2 separate regions of the Anas platyrhynchos genome follow, and region 2 is linked to region 1. The links are chromatin contacts, called in public Hi-C maps. All regions are on one chromosome and are shown on one strand. The core of a region is the stretch at or near the end of the contact, and the rest is flanking DNA. Distances in the headings are between cores, read along the strand shown.

Evidence for each region. Hi-C and Micro-C count contacts between places; a contact is called where the count stands out from the background.
Region 2: a contact with region 1 is called in a Hi-C map of F1 follicle, with 3 times the contacts expected there. The contact joins two enhancer-like sites. A contact is called at or near these places in 4 of 8 Hi-C or Micro-C datasets (F1 follicle, liver, skeletal muscle and 1 more).

Annotation. Positions count from the first base shown.
Region 1 is chr2:3,705,064-3,709,784 of IASCAAS_PekinDuck_T2T, forward strand. It overlaps LOC101793942 (a long non-coding RNA gene), which reads right to left. Exons shown (of 4, transcript XR_217023.6): 4 at 2,747-4,721. Among named protein-coding and RNA genes, the nearest start is that of PTP4A3, 11 kb to the right of the region's middle. Within about 2 kb of position 3,303, at least 2 of the 8 cell types and tissues checked have an H3K27ac peak or open chromatin away from gene starts, as enhancers often do.
Region 2 is chr2:3,934,182-3,939,178 of IASCAAS_PekinDuck_T2T, forward strand. SLC45A4 (solute carrier family 45 member 4) reads left to right here. Exons shown (of 8, transcript XM_027452752.3): 8 at 1-1,959. It overlaps DENND3 (DENN domain containing 3), which reads right to left. Exons shown (of 23, transcript XM_027452749.3): 23 at 2,908-4,538. The coding sequence ends at 4,338. Among named protein-coding and RNA genes, the nearest start is that of DENND3, 34 kb to the right of the region's middle. Within about 2 kb of position 2,455, at least 4 of the 8 cell types and tissues checked have an H3K27ac peak or open chromatin away from gene starts, as enhancers often do.

The DNA of each region.
Region 1 (4,721 bases), core at 2,053-4,552:
GTGTGAGGAAATGTGGATCCATTTGAGGATACTGGTGCTACTGGTGCCCATTCTGAGCTTGCTTTCCCACTCAAAATCCCTAGTTATCTCCTGAATACCCCACCTGAGCATGAAGTGCCCAAAAGGAGCTCCATCTCCCTTGGCCATCAACAGGAAAACCTCTGGTCTGCAGAAGCCACCCTCATCATCTTCATCCACGGTGGGAACAAGCAGCAAACCCACTGCTCCTCTCCGTCTCCAGGCTGGAGCAGAGAAAAGTAAAGCTCCACGGGGCTGCTGGAAGTTTCTAGACCCCGGTATCGCTGTCACTCTGGTGCTGTGGGATTTCCATGCTCCTGGAAGCACGGCAAGAGCTCAGGGCTCAGAGGAGACACCAGGAGAGCACCACGGCCCCGAGCGGGAGCGGGCTGGCAATCCACGAGGCTTTCTCATGGGATTTCCTCTCTCCCTCCTGGTTCGGTTTGAGCTGGAAACACCATGAGAATGACTTTCCTCCTCGCATTTCAGCAGTTTTGCTTCCGGGCCTGGGCTAAACAAGGAAGTGCAGAGGCGTGGGAACCGAGGGGAGACGCAAACACACGAGAGCGTGGTCTGAACCCATCCAGCCCTCCCCGTGCGCCTCTCTGCCTGACCCGCCGGGGCAATCCTCCTGCCAGATTAATTCCTCCACCCCAGCCTGACGCCTTCAGGTGGAGGTGGTTTTCTCAGCTGTCCCTGAAGGCCAAATCCTGCTGGCTCTCAGACACCAAAGCAGCTCCAGCAATAGCCACGTGGATTGCAGCGGTGCGGGACGAGGACATTTGGAGCAGGATTTTGATGCCCAAAGCCTGTGGACTCCAGAGCACTTGGACATGGGGACCAGACCTCCAGAGAACCTCAATCCTTTTGTTGTCTGCCATGAGATGGAGTAAAAAGGCTTGGCTTCTCAATGCTTTTGGTGTCTCAGCACCCCAAGAGCAGGGAGTATTTCAGGTGACTGAAGTGAAACCACAAAACAGTTCAGGCGAGGCTGACCCTAACCTCCAGAACCAAAATCCCTTCCCTGATGCTAACCAAACAAGGTGTGCCCATAGCAGGCACGTCATGTAGGGATGAATAATGCTCCTCTCACCCCTCGTGTATGTCAGAATAAAGTTCAGCCATCACCACGGGCTAAGGCACCACACAAGGGAGGCTTAGACCAAGCACGCAATACCTCGAAGCTACGAGGAATGAGGAAATGGAAAGGACTTGTTCCCACCCCAACCGACTCGAGGCACTGCTCCTTTCCCATAAGCCTCCACCAGATTGGCAGGAAAATCTCTTTAGGATTATGGGGATCTGTTCAGGAGCTCAGAGGTTAATTGGAGCAACACCCTCGGGTGCTTACACGCAGAAAGGAGGGGAGAGCTTCTGCCAGTAAGGTCATGGAGCTACTGAGCACATCCCTCTGGAGCATTCGGCATTATTTAATTATTGCTGTACGAATAGCTAATGTGATTTAAAGTATTCAAGGTCTCTCAGGCTTTGCAAGAGAAACAAGTCTCTTTTTTTTTTTAAGGACCTCTCCCAGGGGATGGGTGTAGCAGCGTTTTAGCCCAGCAAGCCCTGTCGCAGCACTGAGCACTCAAAGCCAGATGACTTTAGGGTTTCTGGGCATGATCTGGCCCAGACAGTGGGCAAAGCAGCTCGGGTGCATCTCAGGTGCTTAATGTTGGCATTAAGAGTGCCAGTACCAGCCAGGACAGGGCTTAGCGACCTGAGAGGTCACCTCCAATCCCACCTGAAATTCTGTGCACTGCTCAGCACCAAGGGGTCCCCGTCCTCCCAGAGGCCGCTTGCTGAGTGCATTACACCTGAATTTGAGCAGTGAATTCTGAGCAGGCAGGGTTAGTTCTGGTCTCACAGCTCTCTTCTCATCCTTGATGATGCTACCTAGCACTGCCATCACCCAGCCAGGCTCTGCTGCCCTCTCCTCTACAGCAAGCACCGTCGTGTGCCCGCTCTGCACACTGGTCTTAGCTGCACGTACATCCCCAGGGGCATGTGCATGGTTTCTCCATGTCCTCAGCTCAGAAGAAGCACAGCCCTGGCCAACAGCCCTCTTTCCCTGCCTGCTAAAAGAAACAAGGAAGGTAGAGACATGGCCACGAGCCGGCCTGTGACTCTGCTCCCTGCTGGCTCCCTCCCATCTGCCCTGCCCAAGGCGCTTTTCCCCGTCACGGTCTGGCACATCTATTTCAGCTCTCAAATTCAGACAACTGTCACATATCACGGGGAACAAGAAACAGATTCCCACTGGTGAAGGAGGGTCCTAGGGAAGCATGGCGTCAATGATGTGCCCTTGAGGTTCAGAGGAGGAGGACCCGACTGCTTATTAGTCCCATTTCCCAGCTGGAAATTTCTAGGGATAACCTAGCCAGAGAATTCTAGGGAAAGCTTTCAAAAAAACTTCTAGTAATGCACTGGGAGAAGAAACTCCCCAGCGTTAATGCTGCTCGTTGCACAATAAACCACGTGAACCACTGGACATGGATCCAAAGCATCAGGAAAAATGCAGGAGCGTCTCTACATCCTTCTAAAAAAATCATCTATCTTTCAATGACTGGGAATAGAATAGAAATAGAAATAGAAATAGAAATAGAAATAGAAATAGAAATAGAAATAGAAATAGAAATAGAATAGAATAGAATAGAATAGAATAGAATAGAATAGAATAGAATAGAATAGAATAGAATAGAATAGAATAGAATAGAATAGAATAGAATAGAATAGACCCTTTTCTGGGATAGATTACACAATCTCTCCAAGTCTACCTTTCAGCCCCGTTTCCCCTGATTCTAGGATTTCCTCATTACCTTGTGCTAGATGATTTCTGTCTTTGAAAGGACTCAAATTCACAGATTCATCCTTACTCCATTCCCCTCCTTGCTCCTCTCACAAGGCCTCTTCTCCAGCTTCCCCGGTCAGCGTGAGCTCCCAAGCATCACATCATGACCTCTCAGAATCACAGGGCTGAGCTATTTTGCCCCTTAGCACTTCCATTCATTCAAAGATGCTTTGTCTCAGAGGACAGGAAGGACAGCAAGTTGGAAGCACGAGGTAAGGCCACAATTGCTCCTCCAGAAGTCAAGCACATGCTCGGTGGCCAGCTAGATAATACCTCGCACAGTCCGGCCACAGAGAGCTAGGAAATGAGTCAATAGCACCGTGCTGCACCTTCACACTGGCAGGAAAAAGAGTCAGGGATGAAGGCGAGTCATGAAATCAGAGCAGCATTACTCAGCATGGTCAGCTTGTCACGGCATCGTGTGATCGACCACTTGAGTCACAGGAGAGGAATTCATCTCTGTTAAGTTTATGCACCTAAAGCGCAGTCTTTTATGCCTGGCCACACGACTTCGGTTTCTTTTATAGCCTGTGATTCATCTGACCTCTCTCGGATACTGCTGAGGATTGAATCACGCTCTGGTTCTTCCTATTCCTCTGCATCAGAAATAAAGGGAGCCGACGGTGACTAGTTCATCTCAAGTCAGACATCTCACTTTTAGGTGCCAAACGAAGAGCAAAGGAATCCCACTCTGGGTATTGTCATTTCTCCTTAATTGAAGGGCTTAAAGCTTTCAAAGCAGGAGGACAATGACAGTTGAATTTGTGGTTGGGCTTTTCATGCCAACATTCAGAGACCGTTCCTCCCCTGCCAGCTTGCTCAGCTTAATTCATGGGAATGTCTAGAAACGGGAACCCCTGGAGCCCAACAAAAAGGAGCCCAGCTCTGGCATTTGTGTGAGCAACCCGTCCTTTATTATTTGAGAAATGCCAGCATTGTGCAGCAGCTATAGGCACCAGGGAGCCTACAGAGGCTTCTTTGTCACAAAGACCCACGTGCAAAGCTCCACGTGGAAGGTGCTCTGCTGTTTCTGCAGTATTTCAGGTGTAAAGGCACAATGCACTGCTGGTTTTGGGGGTGTTTGAGGAGTTTATAATATATAAGGAATCTGCCCTAAAATGTCATTTGGGATGGGAGGAATTGGAGAGCCAGGAAAGACAGGGTAATGCTGGTTAATTAAAAGATGTATCACGAGTGTGGTGCAAATCCTCCTGTGCTGCAGAGAGGACAGGAGCTTGGTGGCAGCTGGAGTGATGGGGAGAGCCACGGGAGTGCGTTTTTCCCCCCAAAAGGACCCAAATCCCCTTAGAGAATCCTACAGCACCACAAGCCACGTGGATGGAGGTGAATTATTCCTCAGCCCCTGGAAATTGGATCCCTGGGGAGATGAGGTTTCCCTCTCCGTTAGGAGATAGATCATAGAGGACTAGAAACAAGGATCTCATCATTTCAGCTTCCCACCCCCAGAAGTGTTGCTTGTACAGGAATTTGAGGCACAGCAGAGTGAGGAGGGAAGGAAAAGGCTTGGGCTGTGCCCATGGGCTGCACTCAGACCCCAGGGGGCTGCAGCAGGGCCAGGAGGAGAGCACTGGGGAAGGAAGTCTTACGGCAAGGTCGGACAGCAGCTGTCTCCAGGAATGAATCCAGGAGCAGCATCCTCCTGGGATGGGCCAGGAGGATCTTGCATTGACTGCCTGCCCTTCCTGAGTTCGGGAGGAAATTAATCTCCCACCGTGGGCTTCGGTTTATTTTTACATTGCGAGTTAGCCCAAAGGGAAAAAAAAATCATTAAAAAAAAATAAAAATCTATTCCCTAAAAGGAATAGCAAATTTCACAGCGAACTAAGGAGAT
Region 2 (4,997 bases), core at 1,205-3,704, 230 kb after region 1:
AGTTTCTTGAGTGTTTTCGTGAGGACTTTGTGGTCGGTGAGCTGCGCGTGGGTAGGAATAGCCACAGGGAGGCAGAGAAGCTCCAAGCGATGCGCTCAGCAAGGCGTAGTAAGGATTTTGCACTGCTGGGTTATCGCAAGAGCCCAGTCAGGTCTGAACCGCTTGCGGCTGGCAATTTGAGATTCCAGAAGCAATAATTTCTTAGGAATGTTTCCCTTCCTGCTGGTTAGACGACGGTCATAGAGATTTATTACCTACATAGCCTTTTCGGAACACGACTCCGGTCGTTTCAGAGCACTGGCAGTAAGCAGGCACCGAAAGCTGCGGGTTGTTCATCATCGGGAGGGAGGAAGCCAGTAAATCCAGCAGAGGTTAGCGCTCCCTGAAACACGCGCTGTCCTTTTCCCCTCGCCTTGGGAGCCCAAGGCGACTGTACTCAGCAAGGTTTTCAACTGAGTTCTTCCAGCTTTTCCCTCGTCCTAGCCCGCTGCGCGACGAGCTCGGCTACACGTATAGACCTTATTTAAATCACTAAGTAAACTCCTGCATGATACTCCAAGCACATGTAGCAGCTTCGGCATCTGAAGTATCTATTGTGAAAGAGAAGTCGGTTTTCTTTGCAGCTGTTTTGTCCTCGTTTCCTTTTCATAGGCCAAATAAATGTTAATGAACACCAAATGTTGCACAGAAATGTTGTTAATGACTGTGTAGAAGAAATACCAAACTTTATTTTTCTTTGCAGAAACTTTTATGGTTACAGAGAGTTCTCTAGCTGTTATTCTTAAGCGACAAAGCTGAACGTTTGTAAAGCGCGTTGAAAAAGTGGTCATTTTAAAACCAGGGGAGCTACCCAAAGTTTTCTGTTTCTCATGTTGCATCCAGAACAAGAGGCGAGCTGCAGCAGCCTCTTTGGTTTCAGCAGCCTGGCCAGTTAGAAAGGGTGTTTCATAATAACCAAGGGGCTCAGGCTTTCAGCCTCGCACAGGGAAACACGGGCACTCCGACATTGACCGAAATTACAGTAGTTTAGTGGCAAGCATTTACACCCCAAAAAAAAGAGAATGTTTTCAAATTTCTTCTCAAATTCATTTTTCTTCTCAAATTTAAAGGCTTTTGGCACAGTTACGACCTGCTAAAGCTTTACAGAAAAGCCCGGACATGGGTTCATTTTGACATATTCTACCACGTTCTGAAATTGTCTGACATTTCCGAAATTTCGGAGTTGTGGGTGGAGCTCTAGGAGCATTGCCTTGCTCAGCCAGGCATTGCCCACACCTATTCAATCCTCAGCGATAGCCAAATTGTAGTAAACAGCCCCAAAACCAGGAAGACTTCTCTCTTACCACATTGGCACTTCCCGATGATGATTTTCTTTCGGATGTAACATGAACACTAAGCCCTTTTGGTAGCCAAATGACCAGCTTCTTTAAAATGCCTCATATTAATACAAAGCTGCATATAGGCATCTCATAGCGGAAAAAAAAATAAAAATAAAAAGAGAATATTTAGTTCCTTTGTGAACTGGCCATATGACAACTACTTTTTTATCAACTTATTAAGTTGGGGCACTATAATAGCTCTTGCTGAGTTTAGCAATGTTTATAAGCATGTGTTAAACACATAATGTTAAGTTTTATGAGGAAAAAGGGATAAAGAAAAGTAATGTCACAGATGAATGTTTGAGTGCATAGACGGCATAATGTATGTATGTTTTTTATTTCTACACTGTTGAGCTTATTTTCTGTTTTAAGGTCAAAAAAAAAAAGATTTGTTGCATGAGAACTGTTTTATTGTGTTCTGCACTTTCTGTTCTTTTTGTATAATCTCGATTTATTTTTTTTCATTTACGCGTAGAAAACAACAACAACAAAAAATCAATTTAGAGCTATTCTACTTCACGAGCCGTTGTGTTCCGATCTGTTGTTCTGAAGTTCGATCTTAATAAACATTTCAGTAAGAGTTTGGGGCTCGCGTTCCTGTGTTGTTTGTAGGGGTGGGGGTATTTTTGTGATGTTTTGTGATGTTTGAGGGAGGGAATACCCATGGAGGAACAACGTGCTGCAGCCTGGGCAAGGTGCACACCTGTTTTTTTTTGCTGTTTGCTCTCAGAGCTTTGCATTCCCAGGCAGAGGCGAGGGGTGGCAGCCACCTGCGAAGCCAACAAAGGCCAATATTGAGAGCTACAAGAGCAAAGCAGCTCAGGGGACAGCTTCCTCCCTCCTTCACCTGCACAGCTGCCTCTCCTCTGCTTTCATGGGGTGTGAGACCCTGCTGGACCTGGCCCTAAAGGGGCTGCAGCAGGAAAAAGTGGGCCAAATGCTGGGGCTGGGGAAAGGCAGGGACCTGCAGGGACCCCTCCACCCAGCGCTCCCCACCTCATCGGCCCCAGCGCGGCCTCTGACCTGCTCGCAGCCGGAGCTCCCATCGCTGCAGCTCCTGTGGGTTACTTCTAGAAGCAGATGCTGCCATCCCTCGGCTTGAATCATCAACTGCAGGAAGGAACAGACCACAAGTTAGCCCTGAACCGCAGCCGGCTTCCAAAAAAAAACAAGGAATCTTTCCAAGAGGCGGAAGAGGTGAACTGAAAGCTGCACGGCACAGCTGAGCAGCCCCAGCACGGGGCTAAAGAGCCACTGAGTGTGCTCAGACAGGGCCCTGCTGCAGCTCCGCTCCTCAAAGGGGCGTCCTAGAGCTCAGAAGGTCTCCATGTCCTCTCCAGAAGGCAATTAGTTGGTGTTAAACTGAAGGCAGAGAGGAGCCAAAGCCTCTCTGGGCAAGTGAGAGCAAAAATAGCAGCTGGCTGTAACACAGGCTGGCAGGGTGCAGCACCACTTTCGGGTTTATCAATAATTTAAATACTTATAAAAAAAAGTTAAGCAGGAGAAAGAACAAGACATAAAGACAGTCTAGAGTATCAATATAGTGTTTAATATTCTTAAATTGAAAAAAAAACTAAAAAGATAAAATTACATTTGCCATCATATGATGAAACTGTCAGTACATCGAAAGAGTCTGAAGTATGACATGAAGTACATCTACAGTAGTTTACACTTCACTGTTTCAGTTTACACTTGTTAAAAAAGTAGCAGCCCATTTTTTCCTTCTATTTACAATAATTTAAATATTGTCTTCCACTCTACTGACACAAATAAAATTATTCTGCAAAGATTTCTTGTTTTACTTGAAGATGATTTTGTTACCAATGGGGAAAAAAAAAAAAATCAGGAATAGATCAGGGAATGCTGCTTGAAAGAATCCCTTTGACTGCAATCTGATGGTGCCCACTCCAGTAATTAAGGAGTAGTTTGATGACTTTGCAGAACTTAAATAAAATTACATTAAACTAAGCAGGTTCTCCATTAAATAACAGCAGCTCCTCTGCTTACAGAAAGGGTGACTGAAGAGAGGGCTGGCAGAGATTTGTCTGCAAGGCAACTAAAAGGTTGCTTCCAAAAGGAAGTCTGATATACTTTCTTTGAATAAACTACTAATAATAAACTGCTGCATGTATTAAGTGCTTAAAATGAAAAAAAAACAGTTGCATGAAGTGTTACAAGTATCAACTGCATTGGTTTTACAGGAAGAACAGGTTTAAGAAGTAAAACCTTATGGAGACTACCCAAGTATCTTGCTTTACCAGCAGGAAGCTTTCAGTGCCATCAGGGAGAGGCCGCCTGGACCTACCTTTTAAATAACAGCACCATAAATATACGCACAGCGGTAGCAGACGGCCCTCCCACCTAAATCTGCTGGTTCAGAAAGGTACTGGGCATTTACAGTAACTCAATAAATCAAATTAACACATTTGGGTGTTTTGTTTGGGGTTTTGTTGCTTTTTTTTTTTTTTTGGAGAGACTGGGTTCTGTGTTGTTTGTGTTTTTCCCTCCTGTGAACATTTCCAGCTATTACAGGCTGTAAGGCCATTTTTTGTGAGTTTTTAAGGTAATCCATGCATCGCTGAAAAAACATCCCTGTGGAATTACCAAGCTGATCCTCCGCTAGCTTTGGCTCACTCAGTGCAGCCAACACCACGGGGTCCGGCCTCCAGCTCCGATCCTTCACACCAAAATAGGGGAAGTTGAAAGCCCGTGGCCCCGCTATTCACATTTCCATTTCTTTACCCAACGTGCAGGTGCAATTCAAGGTGCAAGGTGAGATTCGCTTCTAGTCTGATTTTCTACAACAACGTAGCTCCAAAAAATAACTCAATAAATACAAAAATAACACTGACGGCTGGTTGAAATAGATGCAAAACGCTACAGTAAACAAAGCCCGAGGTCTTCTTCCAGCACAGGCAGGCACGCTGAATTTGCATTTCCATATTTTGGAAAGCTGAACTACTCGACCTTCCAGATTGCGATTTTCCCTTCCTCCTTTCCAGCACCACTGAGCACGTATCTGTCCTCTGCCGAGCAAAGCGCCTTTACTGTGTCGGCGTGCCCAACCAACTCCTTCTCCACGCTCTTCTTCTCAGTGCTGACCACGTAGATCTTCCCTTTGGTTTTGCCCTGGGATGTTCCGCTACTGCCAACCCACATCTGGAAGAAAAATATAACAGAATAATATTTTTTGATAGATTTTGTTCTAGGACACAGTTGAGACAGGAGTTTTGCATAAAGTGAGAGAATAAAGTGAGGGTTCTGTCTTGCTAAGCTGGAAGAAGGGAACACTGAGAATCTCCCATATATGTATTTATTGGATTCATGGTTTTCCCTACAAAGAAAGGGGTCCTGAAGAGCATCCTTAGGAAAAATAAAATAATCAGGCTAACAAGTCTGACTTCCATCCCTGGAAAGACAGCAGAGATCATCACAGGGAACAAAATCACTGAGTAAATGAAGAAATTCTTACTGGTGGTGAGCATTAATACAGAATATTTTTTAATCTGATCTATTGGGAGCAAGTCAGCTGGGCTTCTGAAAAAAAAAAAAAAAAAAAAAAGATCACAAGAGTGCAGATGAGAATGTAGAAGAAGAATGTAGAACTATTTTTCAACA